Regions from separate parts of the Mus musculus genome. Here all the other regions are linked to region 3. A link is a contact called in public ChIA-PET data. All regions are on one chromosome and are shown on one strand. Each heading gives the region's core, a stretch centred on a gene start, on an enhancer-like site or on the middle of the called end of the contact. The rest is flanking DNA. Distances are from core to core; before and after follow the strand shown. Region 1 overlaps Rapgef6 (Rap guanine nucleotide exchange factor (GEF) 6). Region 2 overlaps Rapgef6 (Rap guanine nucleotide exchange factor (GEF) 6). Region 3 has its middle 9.8 kb from the start of Tnip1.

What was found. ChIA-PET counts read pairs in DNA pulled down with a chosen protein or histone mark.
Region 1: a contact with region 3 is called in an RNA polymerase II ChIA-PET map of effector CD8 T cells, with 7 read pairs. The contact joins two enhancer-like sites. A contact is called at or near these places in 1 of 484 Hi-C or Micro-C datasets (CD4 T cells), 2 of 115 datasets of contacts at active chromatin or transcription factors (effector CD8 T cells and memory CD8 T cells) and 1 of 9 other capture datasets (liver).
Region 2: an RNA polymerase II ChIA-PET map of memory CD8 T cells shows a contact between it and region 3, with 2.6 times the contacts expected there. The contact joins two enhancer-like sites. A contact is called at or near these places in 1 of 15 datasets of contacts at CTCF or cohesin (pro-B cells), 1 of 115 datasets of contacts at active chromatin or transcription factors (memory CD8 T cells) and 1 of 9 other capture datasets (liver).

Annotation. Positions count from the first base shown.
Region 1 is chr11:54,625,439-54,629,566 of GRCm38.p6, forward strand. It overlaps Rapgef6 (Rap guanine nucleotide exchange factor (GEF) 6), which reads left to right. Exons shown (of 29, transcript NM_001252494.1): 10 at 423-581; 11 at 1,147-1,299. Among named protein-coding and RNA genes, the nearest start is that of Rapgef6, 100 kb to the left of the region's middle. Within about 2 kb of position 1,708, at least 34 of the 459 cell types and tissues checked have an H3K27ac peak or open chromatin away from gene starts, as enhancers often do. A contact at or near this core is called in effector CD8 T cells and memory CD8 T cells, where this site is marked.
Region 2 is chr11:54,565,561-54,569,561 of GRCm38.p6, forward strand. Rapgef6 (Rap guanine nucleotide exchange factor (GEF) 6) reads left to right here. Exons shown (of 29, transcript NM_001252494.1): 6 at 2,793-2,936. Among named protein-coding and RNA genes, the nearest start is that of Rapgef6, 45 kb to the left of the region's middle. Within about 2 kb of position 2,616, at least 26 of the 459 cell types and tissues checked have an H3K27ac peak or open chromatin away from gene starts, as enhancers often do. A contact at or near this core is called in memory CD8 T cells, where this site is marked.
Region 3 is chr11:54,970,845-54,974,554 of GRCm38.p6, forward strand. No RefSeq gene overlaps it. Among named protein-coding and RNA genes, the nearest start is that of Tnip1, 9.8 kb to the left of the region's middle. Within about 2 kb of position 1,682, at least 131 of the 459 cell types and tissues checked have an H3K27ac peak or open chromatin away from gene starts, as enhancers often do. A contact at or near this core is called in effector CD8 T cells and memory CD8 T cells, where this site is marked.

The sequences.
Region 1 (4,128 bases), core at 458-2,957, 350 kb before region 3:
ATGGCTTAGCAGTTGAGAGCCCTGGGTCTTCTTATCGGAGATAGGGAACACCTCTCAATTGTCTGTAAGTCCAGTTTTTGGGAGTATGAAGCACTTATCTGGAGACCTAGGGCACACATATTGTGCATATACATATACTCATGCACATAAAATAAATTGTCTTTAAAGTAAGAATTATTCTCTTAAACACTACAGTATTTTGCCTTAGAGAAAGTGGCCGATTATGAAATTCCTTTGGTGACTAAAAGAAGAAAGTGAAAGAAACCAGTAGTTTTGTATAGACAAGACATAGGATATTGTTGAATAATTACTGAATAATAGAGCCAGGTCTCATTTTACATGTTTTTTTTTTTATTGTTGTTCAAAGTTAACTTATAACTATCCTTTTAAAAAGATTATAACACCTTTCTTTTCCTCTATAGCTTGACTCATGGTATGTCATTTTAAATGGCACTGTAGAAATTAGTCATCCAGATGGGAAAATAGAAAATCTCTTCATGGGAAATAGTTTTGGGATTGTCCCCACGCTGGATAAGCAGCACATGCATGGAGCTGTCAGGACCAAAGTCGATGATTGTCAGGTACGCCTGCTCTGCTCGGTGCTCTCTCTCCTTAGTGATGAAAATGGCGGAGCTGCTTTTCTCTCTCTTGCTCAAAATTAAACAGCATTAGTTGAGAATTAGGATTTTCTATAGCCTGCAGTTAACAAGAGAAAGTAGATTTTATATTTTTCTCAAATTTTGTTGACTTGAGCAAAGTATAAATTTTTAAGAGAATGTTTCAAATAAATGTTGGTTTGTTTGAGCATTCAAACTCTTATTATCCAGTTCAGGCTGTTTTCAAAAAAGGAAGGAAATAGGAACTTGTGAGTTGTTTGTTTCTAACTTACTCCTGCTTCATGATTTCTTTGCATAGTGTCTGTTTGAGAGAAGTGGATGTTCACTTCTCCTTTTAGAGCAGAATTCAGAAGATTCCACTTTGGTCTCTGTGTGAATTGTTTACCTTGATTTTTGTTTAGAGTTAACAAAATTGAATGAGAAAGAGCTTATGCCGCTTGATTTCTTGCCGTTGTGCTCTGCCTTGGTGCATAGTGATGTGTTTATGTACTATAGGTTCCTTAACTGTCCCCATGTTATTCTTGGACAGTTTGTCTGCATAGCTCAACAAGACTATTGGAGAATTTTAAATCATGTGGAAAAAAATACTCACAAAGTTGAGGAAGAGGGAGAGATTGTCATGGTACATGAGCACCGTGAGCTAGACCGGAGCGGAACCAGGAAAGGACACATTGTAATCAAGGTGGGTGTTTTTACTTTTTGTTCTAGAAACTGCATTCAGATCTTTCATCTTGCTTTAAAAATAGGCTTTAGACCACTTTTATGAGTAATGTAAAATTCTTCACTAGCTTGTTGATGTCTAATTGTTTCTTACACATCTGAATGATAAGGGGTAATTATTGCCATTTAGTATCCAAATTGATATAATATTATTTTAGATTATACTGATCAAATCTTATTTTTTTACATATGTAAGACCTTGATAGTGGGTGTTAGCAAGAAGAAAGCAAGCAATTTTAGTGGGGAGACAGGAAAAGGAAATTTAAAGACTAGCCACAAACACACAGAGTCCACAGTGAAGGTGCAGAGCTCTTGTTAGCTTGAAATGAGCTGTGGCTTCTCTGAACCTTTCTTTAAATTGAAAACGGAAGAGATACAGGAAGTGAAGTTATGACTGAGTGAGGAAAATCTGGAGTTTTAGTATTATTACACTCAACACAGCAATCTCTGTATTTCCTTCTCTGTATCTCCAATATTCTTTGTCATTCCAGTCTCTATGAAGACCCCCTAGATATAAAGTAAGTCAAGTATAATTGAAACTAAAATACACGTTTCTCTTTTTAAGCTAGCCTTATTTGCAAAATATGTCATTATTAATTGGCAGATGGACAACTTAATAGCATAGAGAGGAAATACAAGTGATGCCATGTCAGTTTTTTCCTGGGAATTGAATTCTTAGAACTGTCTCTTAGTATAAGTTTTGTGTGCAGAAAAGGTGAGTATGGCTGGGTATGGTGGTTACACACCTGAATCATTCCCACACTAAGATAGAAGCAAGAGAATCCTGAGTCCAAGAGTAGCTTCAGCTGTATAAAGCAAGTTCAAGGCCATACTCAGCTATATGAAATTGTCCCCCCCACCCCCAAAAAAAGAGAAAAGAAAGGAAAACATAAATAGAATACATAGACTAATTCATATTATCATTTTGTCTTTGGCAAAGACCCCTGTATTTTAATAATTTAAAACTTATAGAAAAGTTTAAGAAATAAAGTAGGGAGATGGCTCAGTTTAGTTAGGGCTTATCAGACAAATGCAAATATAGGGACCTGAGTCTGTCAGAACTCATATAAAAAAAAAATCTGGGCACATTGATGTGTGCCTGTAATTGGAGCAGTGGGGAAGCAGAGGTGACCAGCCAGCCAGCTGAATTCATGAGTTAGGGGTTTGGGCTGAGACTCTGTCTTAAAACATAGTGGAGAATATTTGAGTAAGATATCCAAAATTGACCTTTGGCCCACACATACCCATGTACACATGAACAATAAGAAGTTTCAAGAATAATACAGACAGCTCTAAGTTGCATCGGCCCCTTTTACATCAGTCTTCTTTTGAATTGTTTGAGATAGTTTACAAATACAATGTCTCACCATTCCTAAAGCAAAAGTTTTCTTACATAAACACCATAGAGTTCTCCAATAATGGAAGGACACATTGTTAAGATAATACAGTCAATTTGAGGTCCCTAGTAAATTCTCACTAGTGGTTCCAGTAATTTATTTCTTGTCTGGATTCTCATCTAAGAACGTAGTTGTATTTCATTGTTGTGCCACTTTGGACCACTCCAGTTGCCTGATCTTCTTTTGTTATTCATATCCCCAGCAGACTTAAAGAATCTTATATCCTGTCACATTTACCCATGGCCAAACTACACTCATGTTTTCCATAAAGGAATATCACTATGATTAACACTGCTCTGTGTGTTTGGTGCAGTGTTGACACTTTCCTCTAGGGAAGCTAATATGATGACCTACGTCCATATGCGAGGATCTTTTTTTCTGTGACGTCACCATTTATGACACTTCATAATTGATGAGTATCTGATGAAGAGATGTTCTGAGATGACTCAGCATACTGCCTCTAGTTTGTGGATAGTAACAACTAAGTCCCACCTGTTTTTTATTATTATTTTATTTTTTATTATTCCTGTTGAAAACACTGTTTTACTAATCCTATACTTTCTCTGTCATTCTTTATGTTTGATATGGCCTTGGTGTCGCACTCCCTTGCCATCAGTATTATCCAGATGCTATACAGGTTGACTCATTTGTATTCTTCTGAAATGCCCTCATCATTCTTTGACAATCAGTAAGGATTATCATGAACTTCTTTTTTGTTCCTACTCTGGAATCAGCCATTTCTCCAGAAAGTTCTTGATCTTTCCAGTAGAGAATAGCATTTATAAACCAGGATCTGGAAATTTACTATATTGTATATTTGTGGCCCCTCATGAGTCAGAGCTAGAAAAACAGGTATTTATGTTATCAATGTACTTCTACAGCTGTCTCTGTTTGCATTCTGCAACCATGAGATTATATGCTATTTAACAGGTCTAAAACTATGCTACAGGCTTAGTCTAATGTTTTATTTACATATGTATTTATTTTCTTGCTTATTTGCTGATTTTAACCAGTCTCTACCTTGCTAGAATAACAGTGCCAGCCATGTCTTATGCCTTTCTCCAAGTGAAAAGCATCCAGAGTGTGATTCTCTCCAAGTGTCAAACTTCTTGGTTGTTAGGGTAGACATTGGAGACATACTTTCCCATAATAATGTCCTCAAATTTTTGAATGTATAGCCCAGACTCTGTAGGAACTTTTATCTACCAGTTTAGACAAACAGAATAGTGTTCTTCCTTTAAAGTTGACCAGTTACCACACTCACTGTGTATACCCTAAGACCACATATAAGTTTCCTAGACCATGATTGGCATAAATAACAAACCCATTTTGATAATCTTAGACTTAGTATTTTTGAGAGTAAGACACGCAGAGGAGTAACTTATAGTCTCTAT
Region 2 (4,001 bases), core at 1,366-3,865, 400 kb before region 3:
ATTAGTAGTTACCTTTTATAGAAAGGACATAGAGATGAAATACAGACAGATGCTGAATTTCTTTAGGGTGGTAATAATGAGCTAGACCTAGAAAGTGGTGACTGTTAAAGAAATTCATGTCTATACAGAAAACCACTGAACTATGAGTAGGTTTTTTTAATATGTGAATTTTATATTAATAAAAAGAAACAGGAAATGTCATAGGTGGTTTGACTACAATGGTAACTAGAACAAGACTACAGTACTTCCGAGTACCAAGGGAACTTTTTAAACCAACAAAGAATACACATTTTAGGGCTGGAGAGATACTCAACAGTTAACAGTTGTGCTCTTGCAGAGGACCCAGGTTCGATTCCTAGCACCCACATGATAGCTCACAACCTGTTATTCCAGTTCTGTTGCATGTTTTTGATTTCTACAGGTGCAGCCATCGGGCCTACACTTGTAAAGCATATATACATGCAGACAAACTCCCATACACAAAGAATAAAATAAATCTAAAGAAAAAGAGTACTCATTTCAGAGAAATAAATATAAGAAATAGACCTATAACAGTGAGGCTTCATTTATGTCATAGAACCATGTGCAGTAAATAAAATGATAAGTATACTGCAAGTGCATATATAATATGTCCCATAAATAAGTATAATTGTGTGAATAAATAAGTATAATTGTGTGAATATTCCAGGAATATTGCAAGTTCAAGGTCAGACACAGATACAGAGCAAGAATCTGTCTTGGGAGAAAAAATAGTTTAAGGAAGAGAGATATATGGCTTTGAATATCAGGAGTAAGAGTTTAAATTTATCAAGGGTAGGGAGATGATGCTGATTAACAGTACTGGCTGCTCTTTAGAGAAGCTGAGTTCAGTTTTCAACACCCCAGTTCCAGAGGGTCCAGTGCCGCTTTCTGGCCCCTGCAGACACCAGACGTATGTAGTGCACAGACATACATGCAGAAAAAAAACCTATACACATAAAATGAATTTTTAAAATTTCAATAAGTATGGTAAACATTGGCTGTCCATTGTCATATTAGGACACCTGACAGGATGATTATCTTGGTAGCTTATCTGACTACAGTATGTGATTGGAGAACATGTCTAAAGCAACAGGATCACTGTTGATGTATTATAAGACTGAAGTGATTAAAACTCAGGTAAGGGATGGTGATGATACTGTTAAAAGAAAAGGTGGCTGGGCGGTAGTGGTGCACACCTTTAATCCCAGCACTTGGGAGGCAGAGGCAGGTGGATTTCTGAGTTTGAGGCCAGCCTGGTCTACAAAGTGAGTTTCAGGACAGCCAAGGCTACACAGAGAAACCCTGTCTCAGGGAAGAAAAAAAAAAAGAAAAGGTGTTAGGAAAGGGACATGTACAAACAATATTGACCTCCTGAGAAATGGATCTGGTCTTTGGAAGATGAGCATGGAGCTGGAAATTGATTGTTGACTGAATTGCTTAATTCATTGCCTAAAGCATATTTTGTGATAGCAGAGAGATGTGATATTAGTAGGAAAAGTAGTTGTAGAGGAAAAAAAATAATTTCTATGTTAGGTTAGTTATAAAGTATAATTTAGAACTTAACAATATACGTTTGAACAAAGATTTAAGTTTAGAGAGCTGAAGAGAATGTTCTTAGAGAGGACTCAGGTTTGGTTCCCAGCACCCACATAGAGCTTCTCACAGCTCCAGGGAATCCCATGTCCTCTTCTGGTCTCCCTAGGTACCAGCACATGTGTAGTATTGACTCACTCAGACATATACACATATGGGCATATAAGTGAAAAATAAATCTTTTTTAAAATATTGTTTTTTAAAATAACTTTTTTTTATTTGTTTGTGGGGGTTGGTTTTTTTGTTTTGTTTTTTCGAGACAGGGTTTCTCTGTATAGCCCTGGCTGTCCTGGAACTCACTTTGTAGACCAGGCTGGCCTCGAACTCAGAAATCTGCCTGCTTCTGCCTCCCAAGTGCTGGGATTAAAGGCGTGCCACCACTGCCCGGCGATATTGTTAGTTTTTATAGTAGTGATATATACTCTGTAATTGGATAGCAGTCTTACGTCAAGATTACAGGTTTTGCAATTAGATAGTCCTGCCAGCTCACCTTTAGTAAGGGTCACTCTTGTGACCTGGAAAGATACTAGTCCTTGGGGGTTTCATTTTGTTTTTTTACCTAGAGATAATGTTGTAGATTTTTTAAAAATATATATATATATACATACACACACACACACACACACACACACACACACATATATATAATATGTCTATTTTAAGTGGGCTGTATAACAGCTTCTCTGTTGTTTTTAAAGTTGCCATCCTTACTGATGTTGTTATGCATTAAGGTGGACAAAAAAAGTTTCTATCAAATAATAGAGTAATTTTGTTTTGCTTTTCAGTAGTTCACTAAAATGATAGCCATGATTGTTTGGTAAGTAAAGTAAATGCATAATAAGGCAGTTTGTAATTAGACTAACATCCAAGTCATAATTATTGAATGTGTAGGTGTAGCTAACAGCCTTCATTTCTGGTAAGAGACTTTACTTAGACGGATATGTTTATGTGCTCAAGACAGACAGTTTCCTGGAAGGAAACTGTGGTCTCTAGTTCTTTATAAAAACATTGTCTTTAATCTCTTTCAACTCAGAACATTGCCTTGTACAGACTGTTTCTTCAGGCACATTCTTGGCAGGAATAAATGAAGCTTCCTTATGAGCCTTTTAAGACTTCATAGACTGTCTGAAAGATGGAAAAACTGGATATTTAATCAGGAATCTGAACATGTATTTCAGGTAGAGAATTCCAAAGATAATGAAGACAGTATTTTACAAAGAGAAATTCCTGCCAGACAGTCTCGACGAAGGTTTCGGAAAATTAACTATAAAGGAGAACGCCAAACCATAATAGATGGAGTGGATATTAATAACTACCTTTCGGTGAGTATATGTCAGACTTTTTTATGGATCCTTGATTTTCACATAAAATGTCTTTAATTTAAGTGGTTTTTGGTCTCTACATGTAAAAGTTATGGTAAAATAAACAGTTTTTAAAAACATTACTACTTGACTGTTGGATTAACTAGAAATTTTCTTATCTGTGGGAATTTTGCTTTAGCTTTAGTTTTACTTAGAGTAATTAACCAAAATAAGTATTTGTGGTAGCTTAGTACATAAATTTGTGAATTTTCTTGCCTTTGTAGTGACTGAATTAGGATGTAAATTAAATCTGAGAACTCAGGCAGTCGACTAATGGGAAAACTTAATATGATGGAAAAAATAACAAAAGAAAGAAAACCATGGCAGTTCTCCTTGGCCTGCAGGACTGTTAGTCACTCATAAAAACAGGCACTAGTGTAGAAATGTGTATTAAAGTAAAGAAGCAAATGAAACATTGAACTTTGTTAAAGCTAGAGAAAGGAAGCTGTTGCTTTAGAAGTCTTTTTTTTTTTTTTTTTAACTCTGTTGTTGCAGATAACATCTTTTTAGACTGAGAAATGAAATAATTTGAAGAATAGGCCCATGGGCATCCCTACAGCTGTCCTCCTTTGGTCTGAGTTTTAAGTGACAGTATTAGAGAGATGGGAGAGTTGGTTGCAGAAACTGACAAGAGTCTGTTGCTTTCGTTTTCAGGAAAGAAATGCTCTCATTATATGGCAGGGTAGAAGAGGATAGTCAGGAAATTGGCTTACTAAAATAAGAATAGGATTCAAGGCAGCTTTAAAGAGTCTGTCACATTTGCCTAATTTCATTAATAGAATGTGTTCTGTTTCTGAAAATAAACATACTGGTTCCAAAATTTGCAACTAATACTGGAGCCACACAGAGAAACAGTTTCTTTTTAAATACACAGTTTATTACTGGGCAGTAGTGGCCCACACCTTTAATTCCAGCACTCCGGAGACAAAGGCAGATGGATCTCTGTGAGTTTGAGGACAGCCAGGTATACACAGAGGAAACCCTGTCTTGAGAGCCCTTTACCTGGTATATCATCTCTGTGTGTGT
Region 3 (3,710 bases), core at 432-2,931:
GATATCCAAATCCGAGTTGATTTTGCATGCACCTGTGAACCTGCTACGTGCCAGACCTACAGTTGTGTCTGACTCACCTATGACCAAGCCAGTCTCTGTCTCTCACCTTTCTCCCCCCCAAAAGGTTTCTTGACGTTTTTAGAAACCTAGGAGTAGGGGCTAGAGAGATGGCTCAGCAGTTAAGAGCACTGACTGCTCTTCCAAAAAGTCCCGAGTTCAAATCCCAGCAAGCACGTGGTGGCTCACAACCATCCATAATGAGATCTGATGCCCTCTTCTGGTGTGTATGAAGACAGCTACAGTGTACTTACATACAATAAATAAATGAATCTTTAGAGAGAGAGAGAGAGAGAGAGAGAGAGAGAGAGAGAGAGAGAGAGAAACCTAGGAATAGCCGGGCAGTGGTGGTACACGCCTTTAATCCCAGCACTTGTAAGGCAGAGACAGGCAGATTTCTGAGTTCGAGGCCAGCCTAATCTACAGAGTGAGTATCAGGACAGCCAGGGCTACACAGAGAAACCTTGTCTCGAAAAGAAAGAAAGAAAGAAACCTAGGAATAGTATAGTAATCTATGTAGTATATGTGCATACATAGAACATAATGGGGTGGAGTTCATAAAAGAGATGATTGGTTAGGGGGCTGCTCAGCTTCAACATTCTTCTAGATTATCTAGACCTGTGGTTTGTGGGCAGTTAATAGCAATTCTCATTGCTCTCTGTCTCTGTCTCCCTCTCTCTATTCTCTCTCTCTCTCTCTCTCTCTCTCTCTCTCTCTCTCTGACAGAGTTTTTTGTATTCCAGGCTGGTTTTGAATTCTTGAATTCTCTGCATAGCCAAAATGACCTTCAACTCCTGGTCCTCCTGTCTTGACATCTTAAGTGCCGGGATTGCAAGTGTGTGAATCACCTGGCTCACCTGGTTTAGGTAGTGCTGGGATCCAGCCAAAGGCTTTATGAATGCTGAGCAAGTAGCCAGTGAACAGAGCCACACCCCCCAGCTCTGGAAGCACCCCTTTAATTGTTTATTCTGATGCAGGAGTCCCAGAAACCCGTGGTTGAAGTACCCTGATCTCCCATCTTTGTTCACTTTTTGTACTCGGGAAGTACCGTCTCAGATCAAGGTCAGAGACTGGATATATAAAGGAAAAACCAAAACTCAAAGTCATTTCGAGGAAACGGGGTATGTGTAATCCTGTCGGGATTTGAAAACTGGGATTCAGGGATGAGTTTTGCAAAGTGGTGCTTTCCAAGGAAACAGATACAAAGGGGGTGTGTTGAAAGATGTTTTCTTAAAGGAGGAGGATCCAAGAACAGATGTCGCAAGGCTGTGCTGTCAAAGGAAGTGGCTTCTTAGCCCATCAGGTCCAAGCAGAGAATCAGAGTGATTGATCTTCACCAATGTTCTCACTGGGCAGAAGGGCTGAGGCTCATGAAGGGGAAAGTGAGGACCCAGGGTGAGGCAGGGAGCTGTTGAGGAGGTAGCTGGGGCTCCTGTCCCTACTCCTTCCATTTTCTTTTCACCTGTGTAGTACTTTGATATCTTTGCCCCAGGTCCTTGGGGCACATTCCAAGGTCAAAGACTGAGACTAAATCTGTGTGCCGGGGACCTACACCTGCCAGATGTCAGGGGCTGCAGCCTGAGGGTGGCTGGGGTACATGGGAGAGGAAGGAGCAGTGCAATGAGGTGGCCTAACCTCAGAAAGGAAGCCTGGTGTCTGGGGAAATTCCCCAACGAGGTCGCATGTCTATGTAAATAACTAGCTCCCATAAGCCTGGACTTCAGAATGGGAGAGAGAGAGAGAGAGAGAGAGAGAGAGAGAGAGGAATCCTGGGAAAGTTGGAGAGGGTATAGGGCCCAGCTATCCCTAGGGGTCCAGCACCCTGCGAGGCTCTTCCGAAAGCTTCACCTCATTGTCTTTGTAGTATCTTCCCTGGGTAGAAGACTGGGGGCGGGGGGGGGGGGGGCGGGGGGGTGGTGGTGGTGAGACTCATTCAGGAAGCCTGTCCTTGCCTAAGCTAAAGTGTATCCTACTATACTTCCTTGGAGACCATGGGGAGGGTGGCCATGATGATAAGTATGACTATAGATTTGCTGCCACTGCTGACGAAGGTGACAGAGATGAGGTTCAGAGTCCGAGAAGGCTTAGCAGTTTCATTTTAGGTTTTCATCTCACTCACTGGGGAATTTTATCTTGGGAACAGCGGAGGCATGAGGCAGGTAGTGACCTTGACTCACCTTGGGCAAATCCCAGCATGTTCTATTTTATAGGCCCCGTGGGAGCTTTCAAAGACTAGTAGGCACTGTTAACCCTTCCTGGAACACTTCTGACATAGTGTCTACAATGGGAGCATCTTTCTGGTCTCTGTAAGTCTCTCACCTGAGGTCTTAAGCCTCCTTGGGAAAGGAGACCCTATCCAGGTCTTCATTCCTTTCTTGGGTTTGGGCCCACACACCACCTGGCTCCCCAGGGGGCTGGCCTGGGAGGACAGAGAGCAATCCCCAGCTATTGGGCACCGCAGGGAGCCTAAGTGTCTCTCCGTAGAACTTGCACACAATCAGGCAGATCCCCAGGACCAGGAGTTGTACATGGTTCACTAAGATGGTACAGCAAGGAAAGGGTGGATGATCGTGCCAGTGTGTGTGTGTGTGTGTGTGTGTGTGTGTGTGTGTGTATGTGTGTGTGTGTGTGTGAAACAACTTTGGAGGGCTGGGCTAGGTGTTTCCCATGTGGCCAGGGATGATGTACTTCTGGTGTGCTTGTGGGCCTAATCAATTCATTTTTTTTTTCTTTATGTGGTCAACAATGAGCTAAGCGTGCCAGTAGGTTCTGTCTTCTCATAGCCTGCGTGCTCAGAACAGCATGCATCTGACTCTGGCTCTCTTTGGTCTGTCCCTGGGCGGCATGGCTGGCAGTGACCTGGCTTTCTGTATGCCCTGTGAGGATTTGGATTTGGATATATATGAGAACGTGCGGGAATCGGAGTGTCCCTTTCCTCTTCCCCTGGGCTTTTGGTTTTCTGTTTTTTTGTTTTGTTTTTTTCCGGGCCCTCCCAGGTCAAAGTCCAGGGCTCTTTTGCTGGGTGCCAGGGAGGGGATTTTACTCTAGCTGGCAGCATCGCTGACAGATGGTGATAGCTGAGAGGAAGGGGTGGGACCATTCATGGGAGGAAATGCATGTGCTGGAAGCTCTGAGAACAGCTGGGCCTGGGGGAGGGGCCCACTGCCTGATAGTTGGGACTTGTCCTTACACAGGTTGTGGTATGACCTCTATGAGGACTCTAGCCTCATGCTCTGCCTTCAAAAGCCCCTCCTGCCCACCTCACCCACTCCCCCAAACCCTGGCCCACCTCTAGGTTCCAGGTAGAATGATTCCTGGCTTCCTGTCTCCATCCTTTCCTGAATTCATAGCAGGGTGTGTCTTTCTTCTCCTCACCCCTCCCTCTCATTTGCCTCCCACCTTCACTCCAAACCCCCACCCCCACCCCTTTTTGAGACTGGGTTTGCTGCTTCAGTTTCTTCCCATCTTACATGAGACAGAGGCTCTTGCTGAATATGGAACTCATAGATCCAGCCAGACCAGCCAACCAGCCCCAGGGATGCCCCAGTCTCCACCTCCAACCTTCACATTGCCACACCAGGCTTTTCTTTCGCTATGTCTGTCTGTCCACCTTCTGTCTGTCTGTCTGCCTGTCTTTTTTCTTTTCTTTTTTT